Regions from separate parts of the Sus scrofa genome. Here region 2 is linked to region 1. The links are chromatin contacts, called in public HiChIP or PLAC-seq maps. All regions are on one chromosome and are shown on one strand. Each heading gives the region's core, a stretch centred on a gene start, on an enhancer-like site or on the middle of the called end of the contact. The rest is flanking DNA. Distances are from core to core; before and after follow the strand shown. Region 1 holds the start of LOC100513346 (coronin-7). Region 2 holds the start of TFAP4 (transcription factor AP-4).

Evidence for each region. HiChIP or PLAC-seq counts read pairs in DNA pulled down with a chosen protein or histone mark.
Region 2: a contact with region 1 is called in an H3K27ac HiChIP or PLAC-seq map of skeletal muscle. The contact joins the promoter of TFAP4 here to the promoter of LOC100513346 in region 1. A contact is called at or near these places in 1 of 5 promoter capture datasets (liver), 20 of 47 Hi-C or Micro-C datasets (alveolar macrophages, blood, embryonic fibroblasts and 12 more) and 2 of 2 datasets of contacts at active chromatin or transcription factors (alveolar macrophages and skeletal muscle).

Annotation. Positions count from the first base shown.
Region 1 is chr3:37,924,134-37,930,484 of Sscrofa11.1, forward strand. LOC100513346 (coronin-7) reads left to right here and starts at 3,969. Exons shown (of 31, transcript XM_021086695.1): 1 at 3,969-4,142. The coding sequence starts at 4,083.
Region 2 is chr3:38,040,992-38,046,531 of Sscrofa11.1, forward strand. TFAP4 (transcription factor AP-4) reads left to right here and starts at 2,744. Exons shown (of 8, transcript XM_021086701.1): 1 at 2,744-2,964; 2 at 4,052-4,193.

The sequences.
Region 1 (6,351 bases), core at 2,719-5,218:
AACCCACAACCTCATGGTTCCCAGTCGCATTCGTTTCCGCTGCACCATGACGGGGACTCCCTAAAAATGTTTTCAATGTGTGTTTTAATAAACAACCATTTCAGGGGCAGATAACTAGATCTAAATTTGTTGTCGGCAGTGAAGCTGGGTCCAGCTTGTAAAAATTCTCATTAATGGAAACAACTGACCTGACGAAAGATTAAGTGAACATCATGTTGGAAACTTTTTGTTGTTGTTGTTTTTAGCCTTGCCCGAGGCATGCAGAAGTTCCCAGGCCAGGGATCAATCCCATGCCACAGCTGTAACCAGAGCCACAGCTGTGAAAACACCAGATCCTTAACCCACTGAGCCATGAGGGAACTCTGGAAACTTCTCTTCCTTCTTTCTTTAATTTTTGTCTTTTTAGGGGCACACCTGCAGCATATGGAGGTTCCCAGGCTAGGGGTCGAATCGGAGCTGTAGCTACCAGCCTACACCACAGCCACAGAAACGCCAGATCCAAGCCGCGTCTATAACCTACACCACAGCTTATGGCAACGCTGGATCCTTAACCCACTGAGAGAGGCCAGGGATTGCACCTGCGTCCTCATGGATGTTAGTCAGATTCATTTCCGCTGAGCCATGATGGGAACTCCTGGAAACTTCTTTTCTTTGGCATCACAGTTAAAATAAAGACACATCATCCTAAGGCTCTTCAGTTTTTTCAGGTGTGGATTTTTTGCTTTCTTCTTGCTCGTTTTTCTTTCTGCTGATGTCCCTTCCTTAAGTTACAGGAAGTGTTTCGAGTTTTCTTGAATGAGGACTTCACTATATTGGACTCCCAAATTCTTATTTGCTATTATGCTATTTAAAAATTTTTTTTTGTTTGTTTGTTTGTCTCTTTAGGGCTATACCTGCAGCAGATGGAGGTTCCCCGGCTAGGGGTCCAATTGGAGCTGTAGTGCCACTCCGCACCACAGCCACAGGAATGCCAGATCTGAGCCACGTCTGTGACCTATACCACAGCTCGCGGCAATACCGAATCCTAGACCCACTGAGCGAGGCCAGGGATCGAACCCGTGACCTCATGGTTCCTAGTCGGATTCATTTCTGCTGCGCCATGATGGGAACTCCTAATTTTAACTATTTTGGCCACACCTGAAGCATGCAGAAGTTCTGGGTCCAGGGCTCAAGCAGGGGCCACAGCACTGACCTGAGCCAAGTCAGTAAGACTGCAGGATCCTTAACCCACTGAGCCACTAGGGAACTCCTCTTGTTCATTATTAATTACCCTTGGAAATAGGACCTGAGAAATCGAAATCATCCCTCCAGGCACCAAACTAACAAGACACTCCCTTTACTGAAATTTGATCCACATTTTGATCTGACTTTCAGAGTAGAGAAGTGTCATCTTTTTTTTTTTTGGCCATGCCCTTGGCATGCGGAACTTTCCAGGCCAGGGATTGAACGAACAGCGCAGAAGTGACAATGCTGAATAACTGCCAGCCACCAGGGAACTCCGCCAGCCCCTGTGAGCTATGTGGAGATGTAGTGTTGCTGCATCCTTCCATTTTGCAAGAGATGTTGAAATCCAAACTTCCTTGAAGCTTCCCAGTTTTTCATTTTTATTTTTGTTTGCTTTTTTAGGGCTGCATCTGTGGCATATGCAGTTCCCAGGCTAGGGGTTGTATCAGAGCTACAGCTGCCAGCCTACGCCACAGCCACAGCAACACAGGATCCGAGCCGCATCTGCGACCTACACCACAGTTCACCACATGCCAGATCCTTAACCCACTGAGCAAGGCCAGGGATTGAACCTGCATCTTCATGAATATTATCCGGGCTTGTTAACTGCTGAGCCGTGAAGGGGAGCTTCCCATTTTTTTTTCTTTTTTCTTTTTAGGGCCTCACCCACAGCATATGGAGGTTCCCAGGCTGGGGGTTTAATCGGAGCTACAGCTGCCGGTCTATGCCACAGCCACAGCAACGCCAGATCCAAGCCACACCTGCGACCTACACCACAGCTCATGGCAACACTGGATCCTTAACCCACTGAGCAAGGCCAGGGATCGAACCTGCAACCTCATGGTTCTTAGTTGGATTTGTTTCCGCCGTACCACGATGGGACTCCGAAGCTTCCCAATTAAAAAAAATAATTTTTTTCCTTTTAAGGCTGCAGCTGTAGAAGTGGAAGTTCCCAGCAAAAGGGTTGAATCAGAGCTGCAGCTGATGGCCTATACCACAGCCACAGCAAGGCCTGATCCAAGCTGCACGTACAAACTATGCTACAGCTCATGGCAATGCTGGATCCTTAACCAGCTGAGCAAGGCCAGAGATCCAACCCACATCCTCATGGATACCAGTCAGGTTCTTAACCCACTGAGCCACAGTGGGAACTCCAAAGCTTTCCAATTTTTAAAACATATCTGTAGGAGTTTCTGCTGTGGCACAACAGGATCATCAGCATCTCTGCACTGTGGCAGAGTGGGTTAATGACCTGGCTTGTCTCTGTGAAGGCACCAGTTCAGTCCTAGGCCCAGAGCAGTGGGTTAAGGATCTAACATTGCAGGATCCCTGTAGGTTGCAGCTGTGGCTTGGATTTGATCCCTGGCCCAGGAACTTCCATATGCTGCAGGTGCAGCCATTAAAAAAGAAAAAAAAAAAAGTTAAAATAATTTTATGGTTTTTTTTTTTTTGGCCACAATTAGGAAAACAAACAAACAAACAGACCAAAAGCATTATCTGCAGTAATTGAACACCATAACCACCTCAAGACCACACTGATGGTGCCTTTTCCAAAGCTGCTGGAGTTCCAGTCTGAAGAGGATGCTGCACTCAGTGGCTGCCAGACTGCTTACAATTCCAAATCACAGGCCTCAGTCACCTCTGCTGACATCTCTTTTTAAACTTACAGAGATCAAAGTCGCTCTTCACTCAAATAAGTGGCCTCTGTGTCGTCCCAGTTTACCTGGAGAAAAGACCTTGCATTTTGGGGCCCATTCGCGCTCACCACCAGGCCAAACCTTCAGAATTGCCCTCTAGGTACACTGCCTGGGTTGAGGCTGTTTTCTGCAGCAAGCTGAAGAAGGTGAATTTTCACAGCAGCTGGCCATTGAGACCAATCATTTGCATTCCTCGGATCAAAGTCCCTTTTCCAGACACGCCCGAGCAGGTGTTTTCTGTCTGTTCTCAGCAGAAAGCACATTCTGGAGTCACAGAGTCAGTTTTCAAAGTGATGAGAAATGATTGTGGAACAAATGGCCCCAGGTGGAATGAACTTGCTGTCTTCTCTTCAGATTTGTCCAGGGACAAAGCAAGCAGCGCCGGTTGGGCATATCTGCTATTTAAGAGATTCTCCACAGCCCTTATCTTTCGCTCTTTCTGCTTATCTGTAATTGACTGATTTCCTGCGAGGAGGCTAGCCCCATCAAGCCCAAGGCCTGCAGCAAAGACTTGCCCTAATAAGGGGACGCTGAAGGCCCCATCCCCGCTCTCACCGAGACCGCCTGATCTAAGAGTGGGTGGTATGCGGAGCCTTTAGACTAGGCCCCACAGACAAGGATGTGCATCAGACCTGGGCTCCCCTTCGCTGCCACGTTCAAGTGTGACCTGGGCCAACGGTGCCTCTCTCCCTAAAAGCCTTCTCTGAAATGTAGCTAATTCATTTTTGCCCTCTCCTCCCTGGGAAGGGCATGCCCCGCACACACACTCGAAAGCCTCCCGGTGCAAATCGCTGCACACAAACTCACAGCTGCAGCCCCCATTCCGGTACGCCCTGCTGGGCCGGGGGCGGACAGCGCGCCGCACGTGACCTCCCCGCCCGCGCCGCAAGTCTTTGGGTACTGGGGCGTGGCCGCGGGAGGCAGCCGAGCGGCGATTGGTAGATGGGCGGGGCCTTCGGCCTGCGCGCGGAGGGAGAGAGGCTGGGGGCGTGGTCCGGCGGGCCGGAGTGGGCTGCGATTGGCCTGGGGCTCGTCCGGGCGTGGCCGCGAGCGTCTGGCTGCGGGTGGGGCCGGAGGCGGCGGGAGTCGCGGCTGCTTGCAGTGCACCTGAGAGCCTACGCCCGAGTCCTCGAAGCTGCGCCCGCCGCGGTCCTAGCAGCCATGAACCGCTTCAAGGTGTCCAAGTTTCGGCACACGGAAGCTCGGCCGCCCCGCCGGGAGGTGAGCCTGGATGCTGTCGCCCCTTGCCTGGCGGCTCCCCCTCCCCTGGCCCTGCAAGGGACCCCCGGAGCCTGCCTGACCCGGGGCGCCCCCTTCAGGCCCGGGCCAGCGTCTGGGCCGTCCGGTTGCCGCCCGGCAGTCAGAGCCTGGCGTTCTTGGGACACTCTACATTCTGAATGAGCCTCGCGGTCTGCTGGCCCGGATGCCTTGCCCCAGGGACCCCCGAGGCGGTGCAGCCCGCCTGGCGGGGCTGAGGCCTGAGGCCTACGAGGCAGCCTGCTTTCCCGGCTTCCGGTCGGCCTCGACCCGAAGCCACGGCTCCTCCTTCCTGACGCCCAGATCGCCCGTGCCCTGGGCCTGGGTGTGAGAGAGATGCCCTTTTCTGCCTTGGCCTCGGCTAGTCTGGGTGTGTCTGCTGGAGAAGGGGAGCTCCTCGGCCAGAGGCGCGCCCCTCCCTCGGGTTTCCGCCGGCGCTTCCTCGGCGCTTCCTCTCGTGGCTGGCCAGAGCTCTTCCCTTACTAGGGGTGATGCTGCCAAGGGCTGGGTGGGGCCTGGGGAAACCCCAGCAGGTGGAGCCCAGAGGAAGAGCTGAACCAGGTGGTGGTGGGCACCTCGAATCCCTAGAAGGGCAGCAAGCCTGATGAAGGACTTGCTTCAGAGATGATACCAGCCCTAGTCTGCAGTGAAACATTATTTGAAAGGACTGGGAAGAAAGGTCTTCCAATAAATGGCCAAGGAACTGACCTCTGGGGACCCCCTCTGGGGCCATCGCACATCAAAGTAGCCTGCAGCAGAAGTCTGGCTTTTATTCTCTGGGCAGTATTTCCTGGGCGCGTCCCATGTGCAGTGTCCAGCTGCTGAAACCGCAGTGGTGAACACAGCAGCATTTCCCTTCCTCTGTGGTGCTTACAGTTTCATGAGGGAGACAGCCAGCAAGCAGACAGACATGCAAGGGCGATGCAGCTTTTAATAAGTGCATTGGGGGAGTTCCCTGGTGGCTCAGCGGGTTAAGGATCCAGCATTGTCACTGCTGTGGTTCTGATTACAGCTGTGGCATAGATTTGATCCCTGGCCTGTGAACTTCTGCGTCCCATGGGTGCAACCACCAAAAAAATAAAATAAAATAAAATAAAAATTGCGCTGAAGAACACACATGAGGCTAGCCTGAAAATGGAGATGAACCTAGAGGTGGGGTTAACGTCCATCCGGTGGTTCACGAAGGCTCCTGGAAGGAAGTGACATTTAAGCTAAGGCAGGAAGGGTGAGAAGAAGCCAGCCATGGGAGGAATGGTGAGAAAGAGCCTGGTGGAGGAAGGAGAGTGGGCCAGGGTGGATGGCGTCCGCTGAGTCCATAGCGGTCGTGGTCCTGCAGAGCCGGAGGGCCACAGGAAGCTGGGGTTTATTCTGAGTGCGATGGGAAGTCATTGAAAGCTTGAAGTGGGGGGTGGTGGAGAGGTTCTGGCGTTTGCTTTAAGCCCGCCTCTCTGAGGCAGCTAAGTTCTGCTTGCAGAGGTCTGGCCCTGGGGCTTGCTCCCGGGTGGGCCTCAGTCCAGCAAGGTAAACGGACAGGCATGGAACTAAGGATTACAGGGAGAGCTTAAAATAGTTTCAATGTCAGGGAGCTGGGAGAGCAGGTGATCTGTTCTTCTTTTCAAAGAGATTTCCTTTGCCTCTGTTTGTACAGTAAACACGAAGCGGGAGGGAAGACTAACGCGGCAGGTGAACGTTGAAATAGAGACTTGGGGGCTGGGGGTGGTTTCTGGGACTCTGTAGGTGGGCGGGCTGGGAAAAGCGGGTGCTCGATTCGGAGTGGCAGGGCCGGGTGCTGCTCAGATACCAACAGAAAGCATTAGGAGAAAGGGTCCCTCTGCTCCTGCACGTGGTGCGTAGTTAACATTATTGCCTTTTCATGGGGGTGCATCGTTCACCCGTCTGTGGGACTTCATGGAAAGGCCTTTATTTTCCCTCTGAGCTTGGGCATTCTCTCCTGGGGCTGGGAGGAGACTCCGTCCCTGGCGGGGGCCTTCAACATGCAGCGGAGGAAATCAAGTCTGTCTTCTTAGGTGCTCACTTCTCCTTTCTTGGCTTCTCTCTCACTTTTGCAGAATCCCCCTCCCCCTCCCAATACCCGCACTGCCCAATTAGCTTCTTGATTTCCTTCAGCCTGAACTTCCTCTGACAGCTCCCTCCCCCTTATTATAGAACTTGC
Region 2 (5,540 bases), core at 1,494-3,993, 120 kb after region 1:
GCTTCTCACATTTCAGCTTCTGAGTTACTGGCATCGCAGGCTGCTGCTGCTGTGGTCACTGCTCCAGACAGATGTTAACCCCCCGTGTGCTGGCGGGAGCAGCTCGGCCGCAAGTGGTCTCGGGGTCCAGGGGTGTTGAGGGAGGAGCAAGCCATGCTGAAACTGGCCTTTGCTGCAGCCCAGTTCCCCTCTTTCCACACACTCCCCCCCCCGCCCTGGCCCCCGCCCCAGCCCGTCCGCCCAAACTTGAAGCCAAAGCTTTCCCAGACTCCCAGGTCTTGTTCCTTCCCTGGGCGGTCTGGGCACCAACAGTCAACCTCAGAGCCTGGGTTCCATACCATCGTGAAGCTGACCTTGTCCTTTTTCCCCCTCCACATCCCTCAGCTCCCCTCGTGCACCTGGCCTTACCTGGGCAGGGCTGGGCCTCCAGGGCCAGGTGAGTTCTCAGCCTGGAAGCTGTTCTGGGGGCAGCAGGACAGGCCATTGAAGAGCTCGAAGGGAGACAAGCACTGGCACAGACTGGCCACATGACCTTGGCAAGTCCCTGGGGTATACGAAGACTTAGGGGCCTGTTTTGAGAATGAAAACGGGGAATGCAGGAAACGTTGCCAGAGTAGCATCTGGCACATGGTGGCCCAGAGCTCTCGAACCCATACACATGTGCCTCCTGACACGCTGGGGCTTGGAGCCCCCTCCCCAGGAAGAGCAACTCCCCCCCCGCACCTTGCGGTCCCCCCAGTTCTGCTTTCCCATCAGAGGGGGCCTCTGCCCATGTGCTGGCCTGGCTGGGCCAGCCCACCTGTTCCATCCTTAGCTGGGAGTGCACATCCTGCCTTCTCTCCCCGACCCTGTCCACTCCCCTGGGGGGCGGGGAGCCAGCTGCCCAGGGGACACTGGACAGCCTTTCCAGGCTCAGCAGCACCCCAGTTGTCCTCTTCCTACTCCCTCCCGAACCCCAGATGCTGAGCCTTCAGCCTCTCCGGCCACACCCCCTTGGTGGCTTGGCCGACTGACTCCCCTGATAGGGATCGGGGCCTCAGGGCTCCCCCTGCGCTCCTGGTGGGAAGGGCCCAGGCTGGACGTCAGGTCCCCCCTTTACTGCTCTGCAGTCCCAGGGTCCTAGTCTGCCTGGTGGGGTTGCTATAGCCGCCCCGTCTGCTTACATTGAACAGAGGAAGTGGTCAGACAGCCATTTCTGTCTAAAACCAAAACAGTCCAGCTAGGTGGCCATTTGCTGAGTTTTTATAAAGGGGGTGCACCCAGTCGAAGCCGATGACCTGGTGTTGAAAAGCAGAGGGACGTTTCCTTGGGGGGCCCAGGACAGGGTGAGCTGGTGGAGGGGAGGGAAGGGCAGGAGCCCTCCCTGTGGGCTTCAGCCTCAGGCCTGGAAACCTGGGGGTGTGGGAACAAAGTCGGGGGGAAAGGAGACATGTCACAGGGGGACTCCCTTCCCCTTTCGAAGGACTTGCTTGTGAGCAAAGTGAACCAGACTCAGTTATTACAAGGAAGTGGGCATCTGTTGGGGGGGTCAGGGTATGTGGGCAACCAGACAAGCCTGGTGCCTTGGGATCTGCAGGGCTGTGGGGCTGTGGGGAGGTGTGCCATCAGCCTTCTACCCCAATACCTGCCTTGGGTTCCCCAATCCTGTTCAGGCTCAGCTTGCACAAAAACATGGCGTGTGTCGGGCGCCCCCTAGTGGTTGGGGATCCCAGCCTTGGTGGCCAGAGGTCTCCTTGAGACTAGGGTAGGAAAAGGGACCAGGGCATTGCCAGATAATGAGGTTTGCTCCAAACCCATCAGAGGCGTCTGACCCCCATTCTGCCTTTCTAGGAGCATTCAGGATACTCTCCTGGGCAGAGGCTTTTTGGTTCTCTGGAGTCTCCTCTCTGCTCCAACAGCTGGGATACACACCACCCCTACCCCCACCCCCACTGCCCCCAAGCAGGCTGGGACCTCAAAGACCAACCAGGGCTGAAAAGGCCATCAGGTTCGTCCATCCCCCGCTCCTGGCATATTTGCGTAGAGGAAAAGTCCTCAAATTAAGTTTGAGGCCCTAGACTTCTTTTCAGGCCCCATCTCCAATTCTCTGTACGTCCTTGGGGAAGTTCATTAGCTTTCTCTCACCTCCTTCAGGTTCCCCCATCTGTGGGAGCAGAATTCTCCTATGACCCCCCCCCAGTGACCTTTGCCCTCGTGGACTCCCTCTCATTGATAGTGGGCAGAATCTGGATACCTGACTAGTATCCACGAGGACATGGGTTCAATCCCTGGCCTCGCTCAGTGGGTTAAGGATCCGGCATTGCTGTGGCTGTGGTGTAGGTCGGCAGCTACAGCTCCAACTGGCCCCCTAGCCTGGGAACCTCCATATGCCACGGGTGTGGCCCTAAAAAAAAAGAAAAGACGAAAGAGGGTGGGTGGCATCTGAATAAATATGTCGTTCCTGTGATGATGTTCTTACTTGGTGCAGCTGCCCTTTCGAGAGGTTGTCCAGGCGGCCCTGATCTACTCACACAGGCCCCGGAAAGGCAGAGCTTTCTGCTGCTGCTGCGGAAAAGGCGGGAAGAGATTCAGAGCGAGAGGGGGAGGCCATGTGTGGGACACTCAGATGGAGGTGCCCTAGGACAAGGACCTGAGGATGGCCTTTCGGAGCTGAGAACGGACCCCAGCCAACAGCCAGCAAGACAACGGGCCCTCAGTCCTGCTGCCGCAAGGAACTGAATCCTGCTGAGACCCGGGGAGGTTGGGAGAGGCTGGAAGCCCCTAATGAGACTGTATTGATCTCACCCTGTGGGACTGTGCGCCCCGAGCCCAGGCACACCACGCCTGGCCTTCTGAGGCCTGAACTGCGCATGAGATGGATACATGGTGCGGTTTCAAGCCAGTAAGTTTGTGGACATTTGTTTTGCAGCAACGGGAAATGACCATCAACACTGCCTATCCAGGAGTTCCCATCATGGCGCAGCGGTAAGAAATCCGACTAGTATCTATGAGGCTGCGGGTTCAATCCCTGGCCTCGCTCAGTGGGTTAAGGATCCAGCGTTTCTGTGAGCTGTGGTGTTTAGGTCGCAGATGTGGCTCGGATCCCGCATTGCTGTGGCTGTGGTGTAGGCTGGCAGCTGCAGCTCTGATTCGACCCCTAACGTGGGAACCTCCATATGCAGGTGCAGCCCTAAAAACACAACCCCCCCGCCCAAAGCAAAGAAAACATTGTCTATCTAAAGAGAACAGTATGCTAGACACACATGTAGGAGAAAAGTTTAAAAACAAGAAAAACCCATCCCTCCTCCCCAACCCACAGCGGCCTCCACCAGACTGTAGTTTAAATCCATGTTCTTAGGTTTCCTGCCTCTCACCTGAGTTTCCAACGAGCCTTGAATGAGGCCATGTGTATGTCTGAGAAGGGCTGTCCTGATGGCGTTTTCAGAGCAGCCACATCCCACTTTGGCTGCAGAGAGGAGCTCTGTAACCCTCTGTCGGTGGTCCTGTGATTTCTGGACATCTTTAGGGTCAGAAAAGCCATTTTTAAATTTATTTATTTTTTTGTTTTTTTAGGCTCGCATCCTTGGCATATGGACATTCCCAGAGTAGGGGTTGAATCAGAGCTGCAGCTGCCGGCCTACACCACAGCCACAGCAATGTGGGATCTAAGCTTCTTCTGTGACCTACATCACAGCTCCCGGCCACACTGAATCCTTAACCCAGTGAGCAAGGCCAGGGACTGAACCCTCATCCTCATGGATGCTAGTCAGGTTGGTTACCACTGAGCCACAACGGGAACTCCCCAAATGTGCCATTTTCCAGTGTACAATTCAATCGTGTTAATTACATTCCCAATGTTGTGCAACCATCACCACTATTTCCAAACATTTCCATCAACTTAAACAGGAACTCCATATCCATTGAGCAATAACCTGCCACATTTGCCCTCCCGCCAGCCTCTGGTAGACTCTCTACTCTACTTTCTGCCTCGATGTACTTGCCTGTTCTAGACGTTTCATGTAAGTGGAATCAGACAACATGTGACTTTTTGTATCTGGCTTCTCTCACCTAGCATCGCGTTTTCAAGGTTCACGCATGCTATAGGACACCTTACAACTTAAGGAGTTGCCAGCGCTTCAGAGACACTGCCGATCCTGTGGTGTCACGGCAGAAGCTCCAGTTTTCACCTTCTGGCTATTGAGAATAACGTTGCTGTGAGTAATAGCATACAATTATTTGTCTCCGTCTCTATTTTCACTCTTCTGGATATGTAACTAGGAGTGGAAGTGAGGGGGCATATGGTAACCTCTGCCAGGTTTTGCGTGGGCCAGTGAACTAAGAATGGCATGGTAGGGAGTTCCTGAAGTGGCTCAGCGGTAACGAATCCGACTAGTATCCATGACGACTCGAGTTCGATCCCTGGCCTCACTTAGTGGGTTAAGGATCCGGTGTTGCTGTGGCTGTGGTGTAGGCTGGCGGCTACAGCTCCGATTCATCCCCTAGCCTGGGGACCTCCATATGCTGCAGGTACGGCCCTAAAAAGACAAGATTAAAAAAAAAAAAAAAAAAAGAATAGCATGGTAGACAGAAAAATGGCCCCCAAGACGTGCATGTGCTAATCCCCAGAACCCGTGAATCGGTTACCTTCCAGGGCCAAAGGGGCTTTGAGGATATAACCAAGTCAAGGATCTTGAGATGAAGAAATTATTCTGCATTATCTGCTTGGGCCCAAGGTCATCGTTCAAGGGAGATGGGAGGTCAGGGTCAGAGGAGCTGTGATGGCAGGAGCAGAAGCTGCAGTGCTGTGCTTTGGAGAGGCGGGAGGGACCAGGAGCCAGGGGGTACAGGCAGCCTCTAGAACCTGGGAAAGGTGAGGAAATGGGTTCCCCCCAGAACCTTCTGAAGGAATGCAGCCCTACTGACAACTGGATTTTAGCCAGATATAACCCATTTGGACTTCTGACCTCCTGATAATAAATGTGTGTTGTTTTAAGCCACTTAGTTTGCGGTAATTTGTTACAGTAGCAATAGGAAGCTAATAGAAATAACTTTTATGTCCCTTCCAGGCAGTTTGCTGAGGCCTAATTTAGAGCAAAAAGATGAGGGGGAAAGTCAGGGGCCTAGGACCAGAGGGGTTTTGCTGAGCACTCTCAGAGGGCTCCAAGGGCACAGAGAACAGTTTAGGAGTTGGGGGGGGGTAGGGAGAAGGGGTTGGACTAAGTGGTGTATGGAGCCTCCTGGGAAAGGAAAACAGCTGGAGTTTGGTGACTTCTTGTGCTGCTGAAGCAGGGCATTGACCAGAGAGAGCTGGCCTGGGGGCAGTGATGGTATTTCAGGCCTTGGGGCAGGAGCAGCTGAGCCAACGTGGGGTGGGGACATCTGAGACAGCAGAGGGCTCCAGATGGCATGGCGCAGAAATGGGGAGGCCAGTTTGAGTGACAGTGTGCTCAGGCTGGGTCAAGGCAGTTCTGTAGGAGAAGAAAGAGCAGGGGCCAGGCAGACTTGTCCCAGCTCTCATCATTCATTCACTCAGGCACTGTGGACAGTGATCAGGGCATACA